6 separate regions of the Mus musculus genome follow, and all the other regions are linked to region 1. Evidence: chromatin contacts called from public promoter capture Hi-C data. All regions are on one chromosome and are shown on one strand. The core of a region is the stretch at or near the end of the contact, and the rest is flanking DNA. Distances in the headings are between cores, read along the strand shown. Region 1 holds the start of Trim12c (tripartite motif-containing 12C). Region 2 holds the start of Rrm1 (ribonucleotide reductase M1). Region 3 holds the start of Mrpl17 (mitochondrial ribosomal protein L17). Region 4 holds the start of Tpp1 (tripeptidyl peptidase I). Region 5 holds the start of Smpd1 (sphingomyelin phosphodiesterase 1, acid lysosomal). Region 6 holds the start of Cavin3 (caveolae associated 3).

Evidence for each region. Promoter capture Hi-C pulls out the DNA fragments that hold promoters and counts their contacts.
Region 2: a contact with region 1 is called in a promoter capture Hi-C map of stem cell-derived epiblast-like cells, with 4 times the contacts expected there. The contact joins the promoter of Rrm1 here to the promoter of Trim12c in region 1. A contact is called at or near these places in 5 of 39 promoter capture datasets (the C10 cell line, embryonic stem cells, liver and 2 more).
Region 3: a contact with region 1 is called in a promoter capture Hi-C map of pre-B cells, with 8 times the contacts expected there. The contact joins the promoter of Mrpl17 here to the promoter of Trim12c in region 1. A contact is called at or near these places in 1 of 39 promoter capture datasets (pre-B cells), 1 of 484 Hi-C or Micro-C datasets (B cells) and 1 of 9 other capture datasets (liver).
Region 4: a promoter capture Hi-C map of pre-B cells shows a contact between it and region 1, with 10 times the contacts expected there. The contact joins the promoter of Tpp1 here to the promoter of Trim12c in region 1. A contact is called at or near these places in 4 of 39 promoter capture datasets (liver, neutrophils and pre-B cells) and 1 of 9 other capture datasets (adipose tissue).
Region 5: a contact with region 1 is called in a promoter capture Hi-C map of pre-B cells, with 10 times the contacts expected there. The contact joins the promoter of Smpd1 here to the promoter of Trim12c in region 1. A contact is called at or near these places in 4 of 39 promoter capture datasets (the 3T3-L1 cell line, embryonic stem cells, liver and 1 more) and 2 of 9 other capture datasets (adipose tissue and liver).
Region 6: a contact with region 1 is called in a promoter capture Hi-C map of stem cell-derived epiblast-like cells, with 3 times the contacts expected there. The contact joins the promoter of Cavin3 here to the promoter of Trim12c in region 1. A contact is called at or near these places in 2 of 39 promoter capture datasets (the 3T3-L1 cell line and stem cell-derived epiblast-like cells) and 1 of 9 other capture datasets (adipose tissue).

The regions. Positions count from the first base shown.
Region 1 is chr7:104,351,709-104,355,783 of GRCm38.p6, forward strand. It overlaps Trim12c (tripartite motif-containing 12C), which reads right to left and starts at 1,650. Exons shown (of 8, transcript NM_001146007.1): 1 at 1,486-1,650. It overlaps Gm38525 (tripartite motif-containing protein 30A-like), which reads right to left. Exons shown (of 8, transcript XM_006508379.2): 8 at 2,851-4,075. It overlaps Gm36430 (a long non-coding RNA gene), which reads left to right and starts at 329. Exons shown (of 6, transcript XR_003946847.1): 1 at 329-1,263; 2 at 3,435-3,526; 3 at 3,771-3,870; 4 at 3,956-4,075. It overlaps Trim30b (tripartite motif-containing 30B), which reads right to left. Exons shown (of 2, transcript NM_175648.2): 2 at 3,690-4,075.
Region 2 is chr7:102,439,857-102,443,931 of GRCm38.p6, forward strand. It overlaps Rrm1 (ribonucleotide reductase M1), which reads left to right and starts at 1,839. Exons shown (of 19, transcript NM_009103.3): 1 at 1,839-2,187; 2 at 3,131-3,219. The coding sequence starts at 2,169.
Region 3 is chr7:105,809,167-105,813,241 of GRCm38.p6, forward strand. It overlaps Mrpl17 (mitochondrial ribosomal protein L17), which reads right to left and starts at 1,921. Exons shown (of 3, transcript NM_025301.2): 1 at 1,642-1,921; 2 at 1,284-1,352; 3 at 1-978. The coding sequence starts at 1,815. The coding sequence ends at 691.
Region 4 is chr7:105,750,098-105,754,172 of GRCm38.p6, forward strand. It overlaps Tpp1 (tripeptidyl peptidase I), which reads right to left and starts at 2,138. Exons shown (of 13, transcript NM_009906.6): 1 at 2,074-2,138; 2 at 1,885-1,956; 3 at 1,493-1,632; 4 at 83-233. The coding sequence starts at 2,090. It overlaps Dchs1 (dachsous cadherin related 1), which reads right to left. Exons shown (of 21, transcript NM_001162943.1): 21 at 2,892-4,075. The coding sequence ends at 3,361.
Region 5 is chr7:105,552,624-105,556,698 of GRCm38.p6, forward strand. It overlaps Smpd1 (sphingomyelin phosphodiesterase 1, acid lysosomal), which reads left to right and starts at 1,737. Exons shown (of 6, transcript NM_011421.2): 1 at 1,737-2,214; 2 at 2,599-3,371; 3 at 3,884-4,055. The coding sequence starts at 1,909. Gm39063 (a long non-coding RNA gene) reads right to left here and starts at 1,738. Exons shown (of 3, transcript XR_869857.2): 1 at 1,479-1,738.
Region 6 is chr7:105,480,416-105,484,490 of GRCm38.p6, forward strand. Cavin3 (caveolae associated 3) reads right to left here and starts at 1,782. Exons shown (of 2, transcript NM_028444.1): 1 at 1,361-1,782; 2 at 201-804. The coding sequence starts at 1,744. The coding sequence ends at 406. It overlaps Gm36847 (a long non-coding RNA gene), which reads left to right and starts at 2,384. Exons shown (of 3, transcript XR_378395.4): 1 at 2,384-2,455.

The DNA of each region.
Region 1 (4,075 bases), core at 400-2,899:
GGAGAGGGAGAGGGAGAGGGAGAGGGAGAGGGAGAGGGAGAGGGAGAGGGAGAGGGAGAGGGAGAGGGAGAGGGAGAGGGAGAGGGAGAGGGAGAGAGGGGAGGGGAGGGGAAGGGGAGGGGAGGGAAGAACTCAAGCAAATTCAAGAATGAAGGCACTGGCTTATGAACACGGACAAGAAACAGTTGTTGAGAAAGCAAAACACACAAAATCAACCTTGACAGGAGAAGGTTTGTTGATGTCTTCTGGGCGTCTAGATTAGCTTTAGAGCAAAGCCATGATATCCCTGATCACACTGGTTTCTCCCATGGCTCTCTCAAGCTTTTTTTTTTTTTTTTTTTAATTTGTCATTTTTTAACATCAATCAAAAATTTAATTTTCTTTCTTTAAAGGTAGAAAGAGGCTATTGCAGTCATGTGCTCCTGACACTACAGAGACTTGGGGCTGGGGCTGTCGGACAAGCTGGAGACCAGTCTGGGCAACATAAAATGTATCCTCTCTCCAAGAAACCTTACAAAAGCTGGCACTTTGGGGGAAATCTTCAGATGTGTCACTGGAGCATGCTCATAGTAGTTTTCCCATCTTCAAACACCCCTTCCCCTCTGCGTGGGAACTGAACCCAAAGCTTGAAAAGTACTCTATCACTGAACTAAGTCACAGATGTCTTTTAAAAAAATATTCTATGAATGAGTCTTATTGAGTTGCTGATGATGGCCATCAATTTATAATCCTTCTGCCTCCTGTTTATCTGGAATCTCAAGCTGGGCTGAAGTCTATATTGGTATGGAGAAAATATCGGAAGGGGAAAGATAATAGCTGAAGTTATTCCCAGGCTTGGGACTGTCAAACAGGGTCTGTGACTAAATAACAGGCTCTCAGTCTCTGGTACTAAACTGAGAGAAACTCTGGGACTCTTAGAGGAGTATTTTGCAACTTTCCTAATGCTGCAACTCTTTAGAAAACTTCCTCGTGTTGTATTGACCCCAACCATAAAACTGTGGTATTTGCTACCTCATAACTATATTTTTCTACTGTTGTGAATCATAATATGAATATATGATATGCGAGATATCTAAAGTGCAACTCCTGTGAAAAGGTCATTCAAACGAGTCCGATCCGGTAAAGAACCAAAGCCCTAAAGTATGCGGAAGTACCACTTTATCACACAAAAACACATTGAAAAGCAGAGGCTCTGATCCAGCTTTGCTGCCTGGAAAGGGAATGTCTGTGGTAGGAAACAACGCTCTGGGTCTCGTGCACAAGGTACAATTCAAAATTACAGATTGTGAAACTGAAGGGGGAGACTAAACCTGGAAAAAACACAACTTTAAAGTAGTTTTGTTGTTGTTGTTGTTGTTGGTGGTGGTGGTGTTTTGTTGTTGTTGTTGAGGAGGCACCTCCCTCAAGCTCCCCCATTTGCATTTTCAGCCAGAGGCCGGCAGCCCCTCCCCCTTCCCCTCCCCCGCTTTTACAGGATAAACTCACCCAAGCAAAAGCAATGTTCTCCTTTCAAAGTCTTCAAAAGTCTGCCCCCTAAAATTGCTCAGCCCGTTATCAGACGCCAGAAAGTTGTAAACCAGGGAGAATTAACTAACCAATCCAGAACTTCAAGGTATTTCCGACTCGAAGCTAGAGAAACGAAAGTTTGAGAGCTGGAAATGAAACAGAAACCACAACTCTACAGACCAATGAGATGCCTTTGCATAAGCCTGCAGGGCCCACACTGACTGAGGAAGTTATCCTCATATCAGCATTGGCTGGCTCTGGAGACTGGGGAGGAGTTATGTGCAGAGCCAGGCAGAAACACCTCACCACCCTCACAGCAGAGAGTAATGAGCTGCAGAGGGCTCTCCAGCTGCCCAATAGTCTCCACCAGATTATGTATTGTGTGGCTCAACAGACTTAGTCCTTTTCCAGTGCTGATCTGATCCACCCATTCATTTCCTCCCTTCTAGGAGTCCCTCACCAGAATATCTTGGAGGTTCCTATTTGGCTTAGAGGTGTATTGAACACCTATATAGTGACTCAGCAGTACCGGAATTAGAAGGGAGAAATCTGTAGAGCTGAGAATGAGGTACAGTTGACATAGTGCTTGCCTATCAAGCATGGAGCACTGGGATGGTCCTCAGAAGTGTATATAACCATGTGTGGTGGCCCCTGCGGTCTGTCTTACTTACTCTTCTACTTCTCTGATAAATACCATGACTAGGACAAGTTACAAGGAGAGTGTTTAATTTGGCATTCACAGTTCCTATGGGTTAAAGTTCATGACCACCACAGTGGAGAACCTGATAACAGGCAGTGAGCTGGAGCAGGTGCTGGAGTAGGAAGTGAGAAGTCACAACTGGAGACACATCTTACAGAAACCTGAGGCAGAGAGAGAATGATGGTGGGGTTCAGAGTCTACTGAATTCTGAAAGCTTGCACCCATGCCATACTTTCTCCAAGAATGCCACACTCCTAATCTTTCCTGAACAGTGTCCTGATAACTAAGAACCAAGTATCCAAAAAATCTTAGCCTCTGGGGCCATTGTTATTCAAACCAGCACAGGATGCCACTGCCTTGCAGCTGGCTGCATGAGATCAGGAGCTCAAAGCCATCCTCAGCTATGGTGACTGACATCAGGATGGCATGGGAAACACCTGAAGCTTTCCAAAGAGAAAAGGAAGGGAGAAAGAAAGAGAAGAATAAATAAATAAATCACAAATTAATTAAAGAAAGTCAGTTGTGTGAGTGAATGTTGGAGAAGCCACCATCACCTGTCTCATCCCCTTTCCTGTTTGCCTCTCTAATTATTTCCCTACAGTCTCAGATCTACTGAAATATGGAATGATGAGTGACAGCAGACATAACTCTGTAGTTTGAATTTATTTCACATACTTACAACTGTCTTATACTCTTCTTCCTTTCAGATAGACTGACCCTAAATGAGCTCTAGCTCCCTTAGCCTCCCCAGTGCTGGGATCATGAACTTTTGCTGTTGTTGTTTAGTTTGGCTTTTGACTTCAGTGATTGAACCACGGTCCTTGTGGATGCTGGGCTAGTGCTCTATCCATAGCTATACACTTACCTAAATTTCATATCTTGATGAGGTCATAAGCCTCACTGTTGTTCTTGCTGTGGACACAATTGCTTACAAACAATGCTTTGATGTTCCAAGTCTTCTGAAATGTTAATAGTTATGAAAAACCCTCTAACATTTCTTTTGAGGCAGGGATTTAGTCTATATTCAAGCCTGGCCTAGAACTCACCAAGTATTTAGAGTGTTAGGATAGTTTCTAATTCCTGGAAATATAGAGGCAAGAGCTACCATGTCTCTGTCTTTTCTACATTTTACTTAAGGCTTTCTCTGTTTCTTCCTAAGGCCTGTTTGGGAATTAAAACTATTAAATACCCAGATTATGATCTAACTCTGCATGAATGTTCTCTCTAGGCAGAATTCCACTCCCAACTCTGCAAAGATTAGACTTTATATTTAGTCTGCCATTACCCTCTGACCTCAGTGAAAAGGATGAAGATGACCAGGTGAGCAAAGCACTGGCCACACTTTCAGTGAGCAGTGCTACCATGTGTGTGATTCTAACTGTGTACAATATACATTGACATTTATTTCTAACAGAGGAAAGGGATTCCCATGGAACACTATTTGAGAGGAAATATTAAACAAAAAGAATTTTGAAGATCTATTAATTTGAACATTTTTATCTTAAGTATAAATGTAGATTTATAATTTGATAAAAGTAAAAACACTTGTGAGTTTATACTCCAGGTATTCTCATTCTTCAACCAAAGCATGGCCACAGTTTTGAATGGGCTGCTGCATCCTCTGCCAGGGTGTGATGCCACATCTGGATTCTACTTGCTGCCCTGTAAGTGCTCTCTCTTGCATTTTTCACAGACACAGCTGTTCTTTGCTGTTCTTTGGTGGTCTTTACTGGTCTTTGTTGGTCTTAGGGTGATTGGCAGAGCCTCACTGTTTCTTCTGGAATGAACAGCCATTGCTGATTCGCAATGGTGTTTGCAAGCAGACTGAGCTACCACTGTTGACTTCTGTGATCTGAACGGCTGATATCC
Region 2 (4,075 bases), core at 589-3,088, 1.9 Mb before region 1:
AGATTCCCTCACTCCCACTGCTAGGAGTCTCATAAAAACACCAACCTAACAAATGTAACATACATGCATAGGACCTAGCACAGACCCTTGTAGGCTCCATGATTGCTGCGTCAGTCTCTGTGAGTCCCTATGACGCCTGCTTAGTTGACTCAGTGAGCCGTGTTCTCCTGGTGTCTTCCACCCCTGTGGCTCCTACAGTTCTTTCTCTAAGCTCTGAAGGGAGAGACCTGTGAAAATCTCCAGTTTGGGCTCTCTTTCTCTGTCTAATGTTTGGCTATGGGTTTTTATATCTGCTCCCAGCTGCAGAAGGAATCCCCTCTTGATGAGGACTGGGCTAGGCACTGACCTAGAGTTTTGGCAGCTGGCCCAAGTTTGGATTTTTGGTTTGCTTTTATTTTTTAGACCTCGGTTCCACATTATAAAAAAAGATGCAATATTTGTCTCTATAAGCTTGGCTTATTATGATGATCTCCAGCTCCATTTCTAGCAAATGATATTATATTCCCCTAACATCTGAATATCAATTGTGTTTCCATATCATATTTTCCCCCTGGATAGCCCTGGTCCTCTAGCTTCATGTAGGATTTCCTATGATGTGTCAGTTGTGGGTGGAGATGGACCCCTTCTGGAGGGTGTAAGAAGCAAATGATAGGTTTTAGCGAAAGAATGCCACATACATTATTTTATGAAGATCAGTTTTATGACCGAAATTAGTTTTTATACTTGTCTTGAATAGGTTTAAAGTACGACTTTAACTATTCTTTCTTTTTTTCACCTAGCCTTTCCCCCCATTTTATTGAAAATGGATTTTTTTTTTCGCCTCACATAACATATCCTGATTATGTTTTCCCTTCTCTCCTTCCAGTTCCTCCCCATCTGGGTCCTGCCCCGTTTTGTCTCTCGTTAGAAAACAAACAGGCTTCCAAGGGAAGAAAAGAAAAAAGAAAAAAAAAAAAAGAAAGAAAACTAGCACATCAGTGTTGAACAGAACCAACAGAAGGACAGAATGCATGAGAAGGAACAAGAATCAGAGATACACTTGTTCGCACACTCAGGCGAACACTATAAAATCCCATAAAAAACACTAGTAAACTGGAAGGCAGGCAGGCCCTGGGCATGCTGCCTTAGTCTCAAGAGTTTATAAGAGCATAGAGGGCCTTGATTCTTCGGTGTCCTCCATCCCCCTAGGTTCTTACACTCTTTCTTCCTCCTTTTCTATGGGGCCCCCTGAGTCATTTGGGGAGGGATTTGATGGAGAAGTCCCTTAGGACTGAGTATTCGCAGATGTCTTGGTCTCTGCATAATGTCTGGCTGTTTTCACGTATTAATGTGGCGACGACTATCTTATTGCTGATCCTATCTCTACTACCATCCACAAAACTGTAAAAGCAAATGGACTGTGGGCCTTCATAAGAGTTTCACAGTACCCCTATTTCTGTAAGGCTGAAATTCAAACACCTTTGGTCTAGCCCCACTCTTTAACTGAGGAGTGTAGACCTACGAGCCCCGGGCTTCCTATCTGCTTCTTATTTGCGGGTTGTAGGCTTTAGTGCAAACCAGAACAAAATCTTGGTGTTTCCATAATGTCCATAATGTAAAATAGCAAAAAAAAAAAAAAAAAAGTCAGAGGGGTAGGGAAGGGGGAAGGGAGGAGGAAGAAGGAAAAAGGAAAAAGGTGTTCTGGATATCTGGTTGGTTACTTTTTTGTTATGAAATAAAAATACTCGGGAGATTTGCTTGCCCACACCCAATATGGCGGCAGGAGAACTCGTTCCCGCCAGGTCCGCTTTCACCCAATGTGGTGGAAAGGAGCGCAGTCTCCCGGGCTTTGCCCACACTCAATATGGCGGCCAAGGGACTCGTGTGCTGTCTGTCTACTGCTCAGTTTCCGCCCATTCAACTCCCGGCGTTGAAACGTCAAGAACGTCATTCGAATTCCGTCCGTCGCGTTGCTCTGCACGTCACGGGTGGCGGGAGCGGGAAGGAGTTCGTAATTCGGTTAGTCTGCTCTGGTGAGGAAAGTGCTGTCTATCGCGCAGCTTCCATCCCTCCGTCCGAGCAGCCTCTCGGAGTCCAACCCTTCACATCTGACAGTCGTCTCTGTCCCTTCTTCGCCTCGGAGCTGCTAACTGGTCTCGAACCTCTCAGCACTTCAGCTTCTAGCGGCGATGCATGTGATCAAGCGAGGTGAGGGGTCCGTGGGGATGGGGAGGAGGAGAGGGGACCCGGCTGCGGAGAGCCCAGCGGTCACTATCGCCGGCCCGCCCGACCCGCCCGACCCGCGGCGCCTCGCCGCTTCCCGCGCTTCCCGCCGCGCTTCCCGCCCTGTCTGTCAGCTGGGCCTGTGTCTGCTCAGTCTGTCCCCATTCTCTTGACCTTTGTGTGTTCCCTTTGACTTTGACTTTGTGCTCCCTTCCAGACTCCCTCCAACCCTGTCTGAGATTGTTCCCGAGCACTGTTATTCCTTGCCGCCATCCTCAGAGGTAGCTGCTTTTGGCTCCATTTTTTTAGAAGAGGTTGCAAAGACACGAAAAAGCACCCCAACACCCCCATTCCACCCCAGCTAGTAGTTGGTGAGGTTAGAATTGAAACCCATAGCTCATAATAGCCCTGTGCCTGTCTTTCCTCATTTCTTAAACAAAATAACAGACAAAAGAACCGCGGAGTCGATGATCTGGTGTAGGAGGAAATAAGGAAAAAAAGAAAAGGCAGGACACCACATTTTTTGAACATCTGTCATTTTTCTGGTCTCTTCTGAGGTGGGAGTGTAGTATCATCTCTCCTGCCTCTGCATTTTTGTGGGGAGGTTTTTTTTTTTTTTTTTTTTTTTACATTGTTTGTTCTTGGGACAGGGTTTCTCTGACTGGCCTGGAACTTACTCTGTGTAGATCAGTCTAGCCTCAAACTCACAGAGGGCTGCCTCCTCTATCATAGGTCGATAGACAAAGACTTTTAACCCAAATAGACAAAGACTTAATCCGAGTAGACATGATTAACCACTGAGCAGTCTCTGCAGACCCCAAAGACAATCTCTTAATTGTTTTAAACAGTTTTAAAAGCTGAATATACTTGATTCTTTGGTATTGCCCGCTTAATAACTGCTAATGCTAACTGTGATTTGATTATTTAGATGGCCGCCAAGAGCGAGTTATGTTTGACAAAATTACATCACGAATCCAGAAACTCTGTTATGGACTCAACATGGACTTTGTTGATCCTGTAAGTAAATACAGTGTGTATCAGGGGTTCTTTGCATGCTATGTGATTTTATGTCACTTACCTCTAGCCCTTCACTTAACTATACTTCAGTGTTAAATGTGAATTTATTGCCTGACACTTTCCTTAATTTTGATGTGTCCTTCAAGTTCTCATTTCCTGGAGAACTCAGAACATGAACTAAGAGGGGACAGTTGATGTGACTACTGGTCAGGCATCTTGTTTATCCGTATTTAGCCACACAGTGTAGAAATTAGTTCTATTTACCGTCATCTGGAATTAGGAGTGCTGTGTATCTTACTCATTTAACTTTTAAGAGTCTCTAACAGTTTTATACATACATATGTAAAATACACTTTTGTCATACTTTCTTCAGTGACCTCTTATCTCCTTCCTACAGCCATCTTCTCCATAAGTCTCTTAGTGCTTTGTGTGAGTGTGTGCATGTGTGTTTATGTGTGTGTTTGTGAGTGTGTGTCTGGGTCCCTATCTGTCCCACTTCATTTACTTAGAGTTGTTGTGTGAACATTGGTCTGGAATTAATTTACTTGATTGAGCAAGGGCAGCTTACCAGTGATTGTGCCACTGAGGGTTAAGACTCCTCCAGCAACCATTATTGGTCTGCAGAGATCTCCTCAGGGAAGGGTAGGGCCCCATGAACCCTGAATGCTGATGGGCCCAGTCTTGTCGTGCAGACAGCCACTGCAACTATTTTCATGAGGGTTTTTTTTTTCCCCCCCTTTGGACTTAGTTTATGTCTCTGTGAGTGTCTACCACATGTGTGCAGGTACCTGAAAGGGCCAGAAGAGGGTATTCTACCCATCTTGTGGAGCTAGTTCAAAGCAGCTGGGAATCTCCC
Region 3 (4,075 bases), core at 671-3,170, 1.5 Mb after region 1:
TCTCATGTATAACTTATAAAAGCAAAAAAGGAATTCCAACGGTGGGTCTCTATGCTGGACGTCAGCCAGTCACCATAGGAAGATGGTTTGGAATCAAGAGGTACAGGGCCCATCTAAATTAGTGTTGAGATAAGCAAACTGAGCCAGGAGGTAGTGCCCCATACCTTTAATCCTAGTACTGAGGAGGCAGAGGCAGGTGGATCGCTTAGTTCAAGGCCAACCTGGTCTACAAACAGAGTTCTAAGACAGTCAAAGAAACTGTCTCAGAAAAAACAAAACCAAAGCAAACTGGCACTGTGTGGTGGTGAACACTTGGGAACACAGGGACAGGAGGACTGCTGCATGGTGGATATAGTCTGGATTACACAGCAAGATCCCCTCCCCTCCAACAAACAAGCAAAACTAGACCTAGAATTTAGAACCTAAGTTGTGAATTTACTGTCTTAGGAGGCTGAGCATCTGGATGCCTCTTACTTTCCATAAATCCTAGGGAAGGACAAGAAAGTCAATATCTTATATTCATATTAAGACTTTTATCTTCTGTGCAAAGAGGATCGTGTGAGTCAGCAGGGAGGTCTGGGTCTCATTATGAGGGGGCTTTACAATGCTACTTCCAGGCCTCACACACTACACGAGCTCCAAGACCCACGAACACGGGCACCACACCTATGCACCACTCTCCAGCTCCAGTTAAGTCTTTGGTGTTTGAACTGTACAGGAGCTGTGGAGGCTTGCGTCCTGGTTATGGTGCAGGTCCTGCTGCAGTCCCAGGAGCAGCTGGTTTAGGAGAGTAAGGTTGCTGTCTCTGTGAGGCAGAGGCAGGGGAGGGAGGTAGTTCCCTTTATATTCTATCACCGCCATCTTGGCCCGATCTTGCTCCTTCCGATTCGGGATCTGTAGCATTCTTGTGTAGTTCCCATTCTGACCTTGGAACCGAGGCGCTAGCACTTTAAACAGCTTTGGGATCAAGTCCTTCTCCTAGATGGGGAGAGTTAATCAGAAAAAATAGTCACAACTGTAGAGGCATTTAACTATAGATTATTCCCAGAGGTAGGGTTCAAAACCATCTTCACAGGCTTTCCCACCACCCATTCAGGTACCAAGTTACACAGAAACACTTACAGGAAGTTATGCGGATGCTCATTTTACCCAAGTCAAATAAGAGAAATACGTGTCTAAGGTAGTTCGCAAGTCTGGTACATAAAAGAATGCCCTGCCTTCAATCTGCCAGGTACCCGGTTCTCTAAGGATTCCTTCCTCACTAGCAGGTAGGGAGCACTCACTGTGAGCCAGAAGTCAGCCATACGCATGGCTCGTTCGTTGGTGTCGCCCAGCTTTCCATAATCGATGAGCTGTGAGGACAAAACACATGGATGCAAGACGAGTCAAGAACCGAGGCGCCCACCTTACTCTTCTGTCTTACCTTCATCCAACCATCCCACCAGCTAAGCTAATTCTGGGCGCTCCTTCCTTCGGAGCCCCAACCAGCCTTCCATTTGCTGCGCAGGAGTGACGCGTTCAGCTGAGTGCCACACGGGAATTCGCTACCGTGGAAAGTTCTCCCAGCGTGGCCCTACTCCCCACACACGGCCAGAGCGGCGGTCTGAGGCTGGACCCGGCGGTGAATAGCTTGGCTCTCACCTTCTCCGCGTAGCCCCTCATCTCGTCCGCGCGTGCCCATGTCGCCTCGATGCGTTCGTGGCGAACTAGGCCCGTGAGCAAGTTCCGCAGCAGATGGATGCGGGACTCCGGACCCAGGCCCAGGCGGCGGTAGACGCGGCCGTGGGAGATAGCGGCAGCCAGCGACAACCTCATGCTCTCACCTCAGCCCCTCCTCTCGGGGGCCCGGAAAGGGAAACTCCGAGCTGTGTGTGCGCGCGCGGGGAGAGGGGGAGCAGAGGGGCGGAGGCACGTCTCAGAGGACGCATGCGCAGTAACTCGGCGCGTGGCTACCGCGTTTGCGCGTGCGCATCAGAGCCTGCCTAGCTGGCAGTCTGAGGGAGGGCGGCCCGACGTGTTGACGTTTCTGGAGCGACGAGCTGGGCGGGCCTCAAGGTCTGCGGTGCTCTGTGGCGAACTGGGATCTCGGCGCCCCCTGCCGGGTTTCTCTTGCACTGCGTCGGCTGGCTGGGGCGTTCTTGGAGGAGGCGCCTTCCGGGCGGAGCATGCCGGGAAAGTGAGTACCTGAGGAGAACTGCGTCAGAGGGGTGGGCCTGTGGTGGAATGTGGCGCTCTTGCCTGAGGAGTTGCAGTCCTGGCTGGTTTTGTGACGATGCCAGTTTAAACCCAGTCTTTATTAGTGATAGTGAGATAAATTATGTCCAGGAAAGCTGCAGGTATTATGTTCTTTTATTGACATAAATAAAAACCTAAGTTAGCACTAAAAGCTAAAGTAATGGACAAATACCTGACATTTAAAAAAAAAAAATTATTCTTTTCTCATACAATATACCCAGACTGCAGCCTCCTCTCCCATCACTCCTCCCAGCCCCCACTCTCCTTTCTCCCCTTTCTCCCCCTAGAAAAGAGCAGACCTCCTAGGGACATCAACCAAAGCACAATAAAACCAGGCACAAGGGGGTGGGGCAAAAAACAAACAAACAACAACAACAACCAACAAAAAAACAAAAACCAGGCACAAACCCTAACATCAAGTGTGGACAAGGAAACTCACTAGGAGGAAAAGAGTCCCAAGAGCAGGCAAAAAAGTCAGAGACATCCCATCTCCCACTATTAGGAGTCCTCCCAAAAAACCAAGCCAACAAACTATAACACATTTGCAGACAACCTAGGGCAGAACCTTGAGGGCTCCATGATTGCCCCTTCTTTGAGCTTCCATAAGCCCTGCTCAGTTGATTCTACAGGCTGTCCTCACCTGTGTTCGACCCCTCTGGCTCCCACAATTATTCTTCCTTGTCTTCTGCTGGGTTTCCCGAGCTCCAAGGGGCGGGACCTTATGTAGGCCTCCAACCCAGGTTCTTTCTCCTCTTAATGTTTGTCAGTGGGCCTCTACATCTCCCATCAGCTGCAAGAGGCAGCCTCTCTGATGACGACTGAGTTAGGCACCAATCTATGAATCTAGCAGAATATCACTAGGAACCATCTCATTGAATTTTTTTTATTTATTTTCGGCACTACAGTTTGGTTCTTCCCTAGGTCTCTGGGTGGATGAATACTTTTTCTTAAAAAAAAAGTTCTGTGTGTTTGTGTGTGTGTGTGTTCCCTTCCATTGCTCAGCATCCTTATGGCTCTTTGAAAACAGTTTTCTGGGAGGAATTGGGTGAAAATATAGTCTAGCTCTAGTATTTAACAAAATGATGATCATATTAGGGCTTATTTAAAATGAATTCATCACAGTTGGAGTTACTAGGACAGAACAAATAACACATTTCAAATGGAAAAGGAGTAATTTTTAAAATAGTTTCATTTTAGAAAAATAAGTTTATGATCATATACAATATGAAGAAGTTGAGGTGGCTCAGCGCTAAAGAGGGACCCAGAGTTTGATGGAATCAACCTAACCCTTCAGATGGTGTTTCACTCTGGAAATAGTGATGAGCAGTTTCCAACTTGGCTTACATTCTTCTTGGTGTTCTGTCCCCTCCCTGCTTCATTTCCTTGTATTCTTAGCGAGGTGAACTGCCTGTTGCTGAAATTATAAAGTCCTTCAAGGTCAGAGAGGAACTGATTCATGCATTTGGCCTTCTTTCCTCTTTCCTCTTGCCTCTGCCATCAAGCCCGCTGCACTCTGTTTTTTTTTTTTTTTTTTTCTTTTCTTTTCAAGCAGTTCTTGGCATCAGCAATAGTGTTTGGGTTTGGTGTCTGTAGATGGTATAGATCCCTAGGTGGGGTGGTTTTGTTCCCACATTTCTATGTATGTTCTTTTGGGTCTAGGTTACCTAACTCAGGATGATATTTTCTAGTTCCATCCATTTGCCTGAAAAATTCATGAAGTCATCATTTTAAATAGCTGGGTAGTATTCCATTGTATAAATGCACCACATTTTCTGTATCCATTCCTCTGTTGAGGGACATCTGGGTTGTTTCCAGCTTCTGGCTACTATAAGTAAGGCTA
Region 4 (4,075 bases), core at 888-3,387, 1.4 Mb after region 1:
GCACGCTTTAAACTCCCCCAATTGGGGTATTTTGTCTCCTTGTAGGGACAATGGATTCTATGGGGAAATCATTACTTCTCACCGGACACTCAGCCAGCAAGTCAGAAAGTCCTGGGTGGTCACTGAATCGCAGTTCCGGGCTCCAGCTGCTGAGAGCCACTTTTGGACAGTGAGGAGGGTCAGGGGTGATGGTTGAACCAGCTCAGCTACATCCTCCAGGGTTAGGTACTTTCCTGCAGGGATTCAGAAGAGGCTCTCGTCCTCATTTGAGGCTTTCCTGGGTTGTCTGTCTGGACCTCAATCAGAGGACATCAAAACTTCCCGAGGAGGACTGTGTAGGGCTAGGCATAGTGAGAGTCAAAGGGAAGAAAAGGCTCGAGAGACATGAAACGTCATGGCCAGGAAAAATGCACAGCATGTGTTACCATGGTCACAAAAACTCAAGGACGTTAGTAAACTTTCAATATCCCATTTTAAGCTTATCTTCAAAAAGATTTCCCCAAACTTTTGGAGCCAGTTATACAGAACCTTCTAATTTAGCTCAGCTCTTCATCCTTGTTGATTTTAAACAACATAACGGTGAGTCATTCTTTCCTGCATATGAGGAGCTTCTTGGGTGCTCTAAGGATGCCCCCCCCTCCTCTCGCCTCCATTCTACACACACACACACACACACACACCCTTGCCTCACCATACAGGACTTTAAGCAGGGGAAGGATTCACTCCAGCCTGAGCACCATAGAGAATACTCTAGAATAGAGAAGGGACTGTTCTGGGGAGTGGGGTGAAGGAGAGGAAGCTTCAAACCAGTCCGGGTACTGGGCAGTAATCCAGAAAGAGAATAAACAACTGAGTTGGTAGCAAGAGGAATGGCCAGAGTGGATTAATCCAAAGACAATTTAGGACTTGAACTAGCAACAGAGGAGGGTGTGGCAGTGGCTATGAGAGTGGGGTAAGGTCCATGACTTGATCATGCACACACACTAAGTGCTAGTCCTCCATTTGAGAGCTGGTAGGGTAAGTGAACATTTCAATCTAGATCTGATTATGAATCATGTGTTCTTAAACACAGCTAGCTACCCCACACCCACCATCTTCCTGGCACTTGAACCTAGGGTTTTTCATATGCTCCGTAAGCACCCACCCTATCAATGAGCTAGCTAGGCCTCTAAAAAAAATTGGTTTTAATGTTGACAATATTGCTACACTGCCCAGGCATGCCTTGGATTCAAAATCGTCCTGTTTTAGTCCAAGTAGCTAGGATTATTACCTCATGCTACTAGGCTTAGATTTGTTCTTAGTTTTAAGACTGAAGAACTCAGGTGGAAATTTTGGTGTGTGTGTGTGTGTGTGTGTGTGTGTGTGTGTGTGTGTATGAATATGGCAGTTATTGTCATTTGTCTGTCATACCAGAAACATGGCCCTACATGATCTGCACCAGCCAGTGCCTGCCTGGTCCTGCCTCCCACTTCCTGCCCCAACTGATAGGCACCATATTGAGGAGAGCTAGGATCCGACACAGCCTGCACCAGCTCCGAGAGTCTTTCCAGGTTCCGCTGTTTCAGCGCAAAAGTGAGACTCAGCTCTTCCTCGGGATCCACGCGGCCCAGGGACACCCAGCCTGGAGGCAGCCTACAGGGTCAGGGACATGATTTGATTAGGCCATAACGAGAAATCCAGATCATGGAAAGTTTGGGATTAAGAACTGAGACTTTGGGTCGAATCCTAGATGCAGATAAGGATCATAGGAGATAAATGACCAGAGATTAAGCCGAGGGGGTGTCGAATAAGGCTACAGAGTGGGTACTAGGAGCAGTTGAGGATGAGGAAAGCTAGGACCAAGCGTCTGCAGAGACAGGCACCTGTAGTACTAAATCAACTCACATCCACCGCTGGTCCGGCTCAGGGTTGTAAGTGCATTTGCCGGCGATGACGAGAGCAAGGAGCCCTAGGAGGCTGCAGGGACAGCAGGTGGGTTTCATCAGGAGCCGAACCCTCATTGTACTCCTTCTACAACATGTAATCCCTCTAATGTAATCCCCCTTAGCTACCCTCCCCACCTCAGTTTCTCACCGGGCTTGGAGTCCCATTTTGGCTTTCAGGCTGATCTGTAGTCATGTGATAAGTCACATGAGCATGGTCTGGCACCTCCCCCATCTCCCTGCCTAGTAACTAGTGACGTTGCTGACTCCTCCCTCCCAAATGAGCTGTTCTGAATGCTGGGGCTGCTATTAGAATTCTATGCTGTGTTGAGCATCTAAGCCCAGGGCTCCTCTTCACCTGCTGCCCAAGTCTGTCTGTCTCTAAAGGAATCATAAAGGAGTGGGCTCTGAAGCCCCATAGGTATGGGCTGCTCCTGGCCGTACAATATTAGAAAAACAAGCTCTCAGAGCCTAGGTTTCTTCACTTAAAATTCAGTGACTGTTACGTAAAAGAAATGTGCCTCATACTTGGGAGTAAAAGTGGACATTGCAATAAAGCAAGCCTATGGAGCCAAGACTGACCTGGCAGACTCAACTAATGTGAGCTCTTATGAATGTGGACATTTCATGTTTCCAAGGTGTGTGTGTGTGGGGGGGGGGGGTTGGGGATTTCTTCACTTACCTACTCTTAATAATCACCATATCTTATTCCAGACCCTCAGGCTTAGGACCCTAGACTGCTTCCTACTCTGTCAGTCTCTGCAGGAAACCACTGCAGTTCAAGTCCTGACCATGTTAGAGGGGAAAGCAGCAGAGATCCCAAGGCTAGGCTTCTGAGCTCTCAGTGCCAACCCTACTCCTACATGTCCTGTTGTCCGCCCTCCCTCTGGGCCTCCTTGGCTACTGTGCCAGGTATCCACAGTGCTACGCCAGTGACTTCTGGTTACCCTGACAGAACAGAGCCAGAGGCTGGATACAAACTGCAGTTTATTAAGGCTCCAGAGTGAGAATTGGCACTTGTTCTGGGCAGGGGCAGGGATGTCAGAAGAACCCAAAAGAGCTGGGCCCAGATTGGAGGGACCTCCCCATCCCCCTAACCCCCAATAAATAAAGTCTCAGCTCCATCGCAGGGCGCTGGTGCAGGGCAGGAAGTCTTGGCTGAAGAGAACCCAAGGCTGTTGCCTCATTCTTATTTCTCTCCACACTGGATCTGGCCACAGGTCATGACCAACAGGCCCTCTGTGGTCCTAGTGCTGAAGGAACTGCAGAGAAATGTGGGACCTGTCCCAGCTATAAGAGTTTAAGGTGGAGAGCAGGGGACTGGTGGTGGCCTCCCCATAGTCAGTCATGGTCCGAGGCTGCCCAGGGCAGGCTGAGAATGGGGCCTGCTTTGGGGACACTGGACGTGTCCCAGGTCGGGGCCCAGTTAGGGCCACAGCTAGATGCGCAGCTCTGTGTCATCCGGAGGCTCCAGGCCAGACTCTGTACTGAGTGCTGAAGCTGAGGGGCCCTGGGCTACCCCGAATGGTGAGACAACGGGAGAGCGAGCAGCCAAAGGAGACAGTGAGGGTGAGAAGCTGGGGGACATGGCAGCTGAGGAGAGGGAGCCTTCATGGCTGATAGGGGAGCGGTGAGAGGCTGGTGGGAAGATGGCCCGGGCTACAGCTGTGCTTGCAGGCTTTGGGGGAACAGACTTGGCTCCTGGGTGTGCCACAGCAGTGATGAGGGGTGGTGGGTCAATACGGGGAGCTGGAGGACACGGACGAGCTTCATCCTTGAGCCGAGCAATCTCTGTGAAGACACTGGCCAGAGGCTGGAACTGAGGGCACCAGCTCAACAGGTAGTCCCAGTTATAGCTGCCACGGAGCTCTTCCTCACCAGCCACAATGGCCGTCAGTGCTCCAGCTACACACGGCTTCCCGTCTGCTGGGAAGCCATAGTCCCCAGCGGGTGCAGGGCTCAGGCCACAGCCCCCCAGGAAGGCTGTAGCAGTGGCTGGAGGCCCCTCCTCTCGGTACAGAGTGGCTCCTGCGCCTGGCAGCAGCAACCCTGCCTTTCTGCCCTTGTACCAGGTGTCAGGGGCAGGAGGCTCACAAGACGTGTCACTCAATCCATCCGCATCCTGCTGGATGCCAGAGTCAGGGCCTCGAGCA
Region 5 (4,075 bases), core at 487-2,986, 1.2 Mb after region 1:
TAGCAGTCCAGGGTAGACTCAAACTTCTCAAATTCACTTTGTAGCTAAGGGTGGCCTTGAATGTCTGATTCTCTTATTTCTACCTCCCAGGTGCTGGGGTTACAGGAGTATACCCAACTCTTTCTCTATTAAAAAGGAGGAAATGAGCCGGGCAGTGGTGGCACGCCTTTAATCCCAGCACTTAGGAGGCAGAGGCTGGTGGATTTCTGAGTTCGAGGCCAGCCTGGTCTACAAAGTTAGTTCCAGGACAGCCAGGGCTATACAGAGAAACCCTGTCTTGAAAAAATAAAAATAAATAAATAAACAAAGCCAAAAGTCCCTTCTATCCTGAGAATTCTGAATTAAAGCTTTGTTAGAAGATTGGCTGGCTCCCGAACTGTGGATCCTGGGGCAAGACATAGTGAGATCCTGTCTCAAAAACAAAACAAACAAACAACAACAGATAAAATAGGATTAAAAACACTTAAGAAGACCTTTGAGAGATGAGATGTAACCCATACCTGGCACCATTATCAGTGTAAGGGCCTGTGGCTAGATAGGTCATAACCCCCATAGCGGGGCAGAGAACCTACTACTATTATTCTGCTAATAGGCACAGTATTTAAATGACTTTAGTGTACCCGTAGATCAGAGCACTTAGCAGTCCTCACCAGTGAAGCTTCTTGAAGCAGGAGAGAGTTAAACACAGACACCTACAAATGATCATCAGAGAACAAGAGACTTCGAAGTGATCCTCCCTAAATGGGGTCTATATCACACCTCTCCTTACAAGGCTAAGTGATTGAAAGTGGGACTGAAAGACTGGAAGAGCCAGAGGCAGCGGGTGACTAAAGGAAACTTTTCTGGCACGACAGGGAAGTTGCATGCAGTGAAATCGCCATGATTGTGACAGCACGCACAGGATGTTCAAGCGAGACAAAATTCCAAAGGCTCACTCCTAGCTAAGGCGTATTGGCATCGGAGAGCTCCTAGAAGAGGCAGTTTTCTTTTTAAGGATATGACGACCCCTGGTAGGTTGACCAGGCTCCAGGGCAGGTCCCACACCTAATAGTGTTGGGACCTGGGTAGAATTCCCAGCACGCAGCACGGGCGTGGCGACCTCAATACATCTATAACTCCAGTCCAGGTGGATCCTCTTCCGGCCTCCAGCAGGCACCACGCACGTGGTGCACACACATACAAAATACCCATACACATAAATAAATAATAATGCAAAATTTTAAATTAAAAGAAAGACACATTAACAAAACCTTAAGTGATTCAAGGCTGCTGTAATGGTGGCAGAGCATAGGAAATCGAGGGGAGGACCGTCCATGGCAGGTCAATCCGCTCAATGCAAGCATCGCTGCCCCAGCCCTCTCTAGTTAATCTTCTCAGTTTAATGACCAGCTGAGCCGGGCATCTATTCTAGGAATCTGAATGTTTAAAAAAAAAAAAAAAAAAAAAAAGCGGGGAGGGGGGGTGGAAGAGAGGGGCACCTGGGAGTTCCCTAAAGGGCTTCCATCAGTTCTGGGCAGAAATTATCGGGGCCGCCGCCCGCAGCCTCGCGCAGCAATGGCTCAGGGTGGTGAAGCTTGTCTCTACCGAGGTCACCTACCCACCCCAACCCCGCGGGTCCTAAGACCGCCCGGGGTGATTGGGCTGTGGCTGAAGAAGGCGGATCAGGGCGGGTTGGCGAGCCCCCTTTTGCTCCGCCCCCAAGGTTTTGACAGCCGCTCCCCCACAGTTGCTGGGCCATAAGAGGAACAGGAAGGGGAGGAGCTGTTTTGTGGCTGGCTGCTGAGCTATCAGTCAACCACAACGAAGGGTAATCAGGTGTCTCCAGCGTTACCCGGGCCCCGAGGGCCAGCCAGGGCTTCGGCCTGTGGGGCCTGGAGGGGCAAGCCAGTCCTGTCTACGAGCCTGGCAATGCCCCACCACAGAGCATCATCCGGCCAGGACCACCTCAGAGCCGGCTGGGAGCAGAGACTGGAGAGGTCCTTACCGGCACCCAGAGTGGGACTCCTTTGGATGGGGCTGGGCTTGGCGCTGGTTCTGGCTCTGTTTGACTCCACGGTTCTTTGGGTTCCTGCCAGAGCTTATCCTCTTCCTTCTGAAGGCCATTCTGTCAAATTCAGTGCCATAGCGCCGCCGCTCCAGAGTGCCTTTGGGTGGCAGAACCTCACTTGCCCCGCCTGCAAAGTCTTATTCACTGCTCTCAACCATGGGCTGAAGGTGAGTGCGTGAAGGGCTGTTGTGGAATGCTGGGGGCAGGATGAAGTGCACTGGTATGCCCGGGGGAGGGGGCAATATATTTCTGGTAGAGGGTGCTTCCTATGCATCCATGTTACCACTACCCCACTGTGACCTTTATAAAGTTAGGGAGAGTAAAGTCAGCTGGCTAATTGTGGGCTTGAAATGGTAGCACACCCTGAGCTAGAGTAGGTAGCTAGAGGCCTGGTGCTGAACTGCTGGGCAGTGTGTGGGAGATACTGATGTCTCTTTATCATGGTGACAGAGTTATCCTAGCTCCGATTTAGACATGGAAGCCTGTGGAGTGGTGGCCAGGGTTCACTTGTTCTGTCTCTGACCTAACTTCATTGGTTCCTTCCACCACAGAAGGAGCCCAATGTGGCACGGGTAGGCTCTGTGGCCATCAAGATATGCAAGATGCTGAACATAGCACCACTAGATGTGTGCCAGTCAGCCGTCCATCTCTTTGAGGACGATGTGGTGGAGGTGTGGACACGTTCAGTTCTGAGCCCATCAGAGGCTTGTGGCTTGCTTCTGGGCTCCTCTTGTGGACACTGGGACATCTTTTCGACTTGGAACATCTCTTTGCCATCAGTGCCGAAGCCACCCCCAAAGCCACCGAGCCCACCAGCCCCCGGTGCCCCTGTCAGCCGTGTCCTCTTCCTTACTGATCTACACTGGGACCATGAGTACCTGGAGGGCACAGACCCTTACTGTGCAGATCCACTTTGCTGCCGCCGGGGGTCCGGATGGCCACCCAACTCCCAGAAGGGGGCTGGGTTCTGGGGCGAGTACAGCAAGTGTGACCTGCCCTTGCGAACGCTAGAAAGCCTGTTGAAAGGACTGGGCCCTGCCGGCCCTTTTGAAATGGTGTACTGGACGGGAGATATCCCTGCCCATGATGTCTGGCAACAGTCTCGCCAAGATCAGCTGAGGGCCCTGACCACCATCACAGACCTCGTGAGGAAGTTCTTGGGCCCAGTGCCAGTGTACCCTGCTGTGGGCAACCATGAGAGCACTCCTGTCAATGGCTTCCCTCCTCCCTTCATAAAGGGAAACCAATCTTCACAATGGCTCTATGAAGCCATGGCCAAGGCATGGGAACCCTGGTTACCAGCTGATGCCCTTCACACCCTAAGGTACTTACTGTCGGTGGAAACCCAGGAAGGAAGAAGAAAGATGGATGAGGGAGAAAGGAGGAGGGAACTGGGTAGACTACTCCAGCAGGTGTCCTCAGCACTCTCTACTGCCCTCCCTAACCTGACCCTGCCTTCCCTTTAATTATCTCCAGCCACCCTCTTTTCAGAGCTAGCAGTACATCCCCACTCCCTAGCTTGTGTCTTTGCCTACAGTAGCTCTCTTTGTAAAATGAATTCTCCCTCCCTCTTTAATATCTCCCATTTTTTTCTCAACGTGGCCAGGCCTATAACATCTCCCGACAGAAAGGCCTTTGCTTTCTGACTCACCTCACTCTTTGTCCTGAATTCATGAAGCTCTCAACCCTCTGAGGCTTCTTTACTGTCAGAGGAGCCCTATAATTACTGCTGTTGGTCTTCAGCTAGGGTGGGAGCTCCTGGGGGTGGGAGATGACATCATGTGTACCTCTGCCTGATGTGCAGGACTATTGACATCTCGGTTACTTTTGTTTCAGAATTGGGGGCTTCTATGCCCTCACCCCACGCCCTGGCCTCCGCCTCATCTCTCTCAATATGAATTTTTGTTCCCGTGAGAACTTTTGGCTCTTGATCAACTCCACAGATCCTGCTGGACAACTCCAGTGGCTGGTGGAGGAGCTTCAGGCTGCTGAGAATCGAGGAGACAAAGTAAGGGGATGCGTTATGAA
Region 6 (4,075 bases), core at 532-3,031, 1.1 Mb after region 1:
CCCCAGGCCGGGCCCCAAAGTTGTACTTATGTGTCCCCAAGAGGAATGTATTTAAGCAGTAAGTGGCCAATATTTCTCCGTGCCAATGGAGGACCCAGGATTCGGTGAAAAGTGAGAACGTTTGTCATTCAGCCCATTCCTTCCCCAAGCCATGCGCATTGTCGCTCGCCCTTTCTCATTGAGTCTGGGTTAGAGAAAATTGCTTTTATTGGTGGTGAACCTAAATTAGGCTGAAAGCTCCTCTGTCAGAGGACACAGGGTTCAGACTGGAAAGCCAGGAAGGAAGCTTTGGAGCTGGGCAGTGGATGCAGGATTCTCTCCTTATTTGGATGTAAGTGCTGCACTCTATAAGTACTTATTTTGGGACAAGGCTTAAGCACCGAATGGGACAGGCAGCCCCAGGGATCAGGCTGCGCTCTCTATTTGAAGCACGGGTTTCTCAGGATCTTCCTTGGTAGGTTGAGGAGGTTCTGGCTCCAGGGCAGTCTCGAGCTCGGACTCCATTTCAGGCTGAGCTGCAGGCTGGCCTTCTGATGGGCCTTCAGAGCTCCGGACAGGCCCTACGCGTGGCGGCTTGACTGGTGTGGGCTGTGCTGCTTTACGACTGGAAAGAGCCCTTTTCAGGCTTTGAACTTTCTGTAAACCAGTGCGGCGCAGCCGCTGAGCCCTGGACTCCACTGGCTCCTCTTCAGAACTCTCTCCAACTTCATCCTCTGGCTGATCTGGGCCCAGCACCAACTGGTCCTCCGGACCCAAGAGCTCTGGGACTTTCTGGAAGGCGCGGGCTGGAATTTCAGTCTCCTCCTAAATGTGATGACACAGCTTTTGATTCTCTGATTTGACCCTGGCACTTAGCCAGGACCAGCCTGAAACTCTCTTGCCCGCCCGCCAAGGGAAGCTACTCCACCCTTTGCATCTGCACTAGGAATTGGGGCCAAAATAGAGGAATGGGAAGATGGGGGATGGGGAGGATGGAGGAGCAGAGAGATGAGCAAAGAGGGGGAAAGTGGACCTTGCAAGTTTGCAAAGTGGATGAAACCGTGTAGAGTGTAACAGCTGTATAGGCGCTTGGAGGAGGCAGAGTAACACCTAACAGTTAGTTCCATGTGGGTGCGACTGACCAAATCCGCAGACTGGCCTGAGTTAGGGAGGGCGTGGGTTGGCCAGGCTGGGAGTGAGAAAGGGATAAGGTCGCTGTTGTGAGAAAGTGGGTGCGGCTCTGAGAGTCTTCCACAAGTGAGGGCAGCACGCTGGGTCAGGAATGTGGAGATGCGGACGGGTGGGTGGCAGGAGTCCTTCCCTCGGTGGTAACCTAGAGGCGAGGGTTGGGGGCGGGAGAGGGATGCCTGAGGTCACTGACCTTGAAGAGCAGGACGTGCAGCTTCCCGCGCGCCACCAGCAGCCCGTGGTTGGCCTCCAACCGCTGCACCTGAGCAGCGCGACGCACGGCCCGCTCCTGGGCTGCGTCGGCGTGCGAGCCCACGCGCTCCGCCTTGGCCAGCAGCTGCGTCAGTGTGTTGCTGGTGGTGTCGTGGCTGCGACTCAGCGCACCCAGGCCACTCTGTATGCGACGCACGGAGCCCGCCAGGCCGCCCTGCCTCTCAGCCAGGCCGCCTTGCCGCTCCCGCAGAGCCTCCAGCATGGTGGCCAATTTCTCCAGCAAGGTCACCACGGTGACTGCGTGCACCGGACCCCCTGCGGGCGTCTCAGGCACAGGTCCGGGCTCCAGTGCGCTCTCCCCCATGATCTCTGACCACCGGGCCTGCTCTCCCTGAGACCGATGGCTGCGATCTGGGCTGGGGCTGCCTTTCCCCGCCTCCTCCCCTAGTTCAGGCCGTGACTCAGCCGGGCGGGAGTTGGCATCTTCCGCGGTGGGAAAAGGAGGAGGCCGAGCAAGGGGGCGGAATGTCCAAAGGGGGCTCTTTCGAAGGCTCCGCCCCGGGATCTGCGAGTAAGACAGTCCTGCCCAGAGGCACCTCTTTTCTGAGTTTGTGCTCCTTTTCCCCCATTTTCCTGGTGGGCTTCTTTCAGGCCTGTGTTCTTCACAGCAAAAGGCAAACCACTGAAAATTTCATTTATCTATCTAGTGATCAGAGAAGGGGGTGGGGGTGGAAGGCAGGGGTGTTAAAGGCATAGCCTAAGCCGTCAAAGCTGCTGAGCCCCAACGCTGGGCGGAGGCCTGTAAAGTTTGGAATGTTCTGCCTCAGACCCAAGACTGCCTAGGCCCAAGGCAGGGCTTTGTGTCTAGGCGGGCTGGGCGGGGCATCCTCTGATATTTTCCAGGTTTAGCCTCTGGCTTCGTTTATTGCTATTTCTTCCTACTGGACTGCGTTGTTCTTCTTTGGATTCCTGGAGGATAGCTCAGCCATGAGTTAGAATAAGTACTGGTTTGTCCGTTTTAATGGAGATTGGCTGTGGTTCCTGCGTAATGCCTTCAATCCCGTCTCCGAAATTGGTGAGTGTGAGGATTTGAAATGCTGCAGTAGCTAGATATGGTGATACATATTGAGGTAGGAAAATCACCAATTGGAGACCATGATGAACTACATAGTGAGTGTTAGAGTGGAAAATCACTACATAAAGGTTGATTCCTGAGTTCTGGTTGTGAAAACTTTGTTTTTATGTTAGAGTTTGATTTGCTCATCTTGGACCCGATATTAGCAGAGCCATCTGAGCCTGACAAAAGAACACAAAGAGTTTGAGCGGGGTTTCATGTCATTCAGGGAGGCCCTGAACTCACTGTTCAGCCAAGGATGGTCTTGAATGTCTGTTCTTGCTTCTGCCACCCAACGGCTGAGATAACAGTTGTGTGCCACCAAACCTACTTTATGCTGGTGCTGGAAATCGAACTCAGGCTCCTATGCACACTGGTCAACATCTTCAACGGAGCTACATCTTTGACCCTGTTTCTGTGTTTTTGAGATAGGGACTCATTGTGTAACCCAGGCCTCAAACTCAAAATCTTCCTGTCTCAGACACCTGAGTGTTGAAGTTATAGGTGTTCATTGACTGCCCCATTAGTTGGCTGAAAAGGCACAGCGTTAAGGATCAAACCCAAACCCTCAAACACGCTAGACAAGTATTCTGCCACTAAGCCATACCCCAGCCCAACAACTTGGAAATCTTTTAGATGTTTTTATTTATTTATGTATATGTGTGTGTGCATGAATGTGTGCACATGCATGTGCAAAGACCTATGGATATCAGAAGGTGTCAGATGCCCTCAAACTGTGGTTATTGGCCACTCTGAGGTATCCAATGTGGGTGCTAAAAATAGGATTCCTGTCCTATGTAAGAGCCTCAAGTACTCTTATTGGCTGAGCTATCTCTCCAGCTTAGACACACAATTGTCTTGGGTCGTCCAAAAGACTACATACATAAATAAGGTTGAGAAAAGCTTTAGTGACCAATTCTACCCAACCATACATCACTGTCTGGTCCGTTCTAGCTCTAGATGTTCAAAATGTGATGCCTATCACCAGTTCGTGGCTGGCGCTCTTAAAACCACAGTCAGGTTTAAATGAGCTTGGTTATACACCTGTAAATCTGGAACTAAGAATGGCACATCTGAAAGATTAAGACTCTCCCTGGCTGCACAGGGAGATGGAAATGGCATAGCAAGTCTAAGTAATAGAGGTTTTACATGGCACAGACATTCCAAAGGGAAGACACAAAGGAAAACTGTTGTATGCTTAAGTTAATGAAGACTGGAGAGCTACACAGAAATGGGGTTAGACAAAGGGGTGTGGTCTGACTATAGTAGATGAGAGGGGACCCAGCACGGCCTGTCTGCCCAAGTTCTTTGTCAGCCATTCTCCTAGGTAAGGAGCAGAGTTCCCCTACAATGAAGATAATTGAAGAAAAAGAGTGATCTTTCTAATTTCTTATGGTTTTTTTTTTAGCATTTTTACAAATATTTGGTGTATGGGTGTGGGTGTGTGCATATGAGTGCAGGTGCCCACAGAGCCAACAGCATTAGCTACTATTGGAGGTGAAGTTACAGGTGGTTGTGAGCAACCCAGTATGGGTCCTGGCATAGAACCTGGGTCCCCTGGAAGAACAACAAACACTCTTA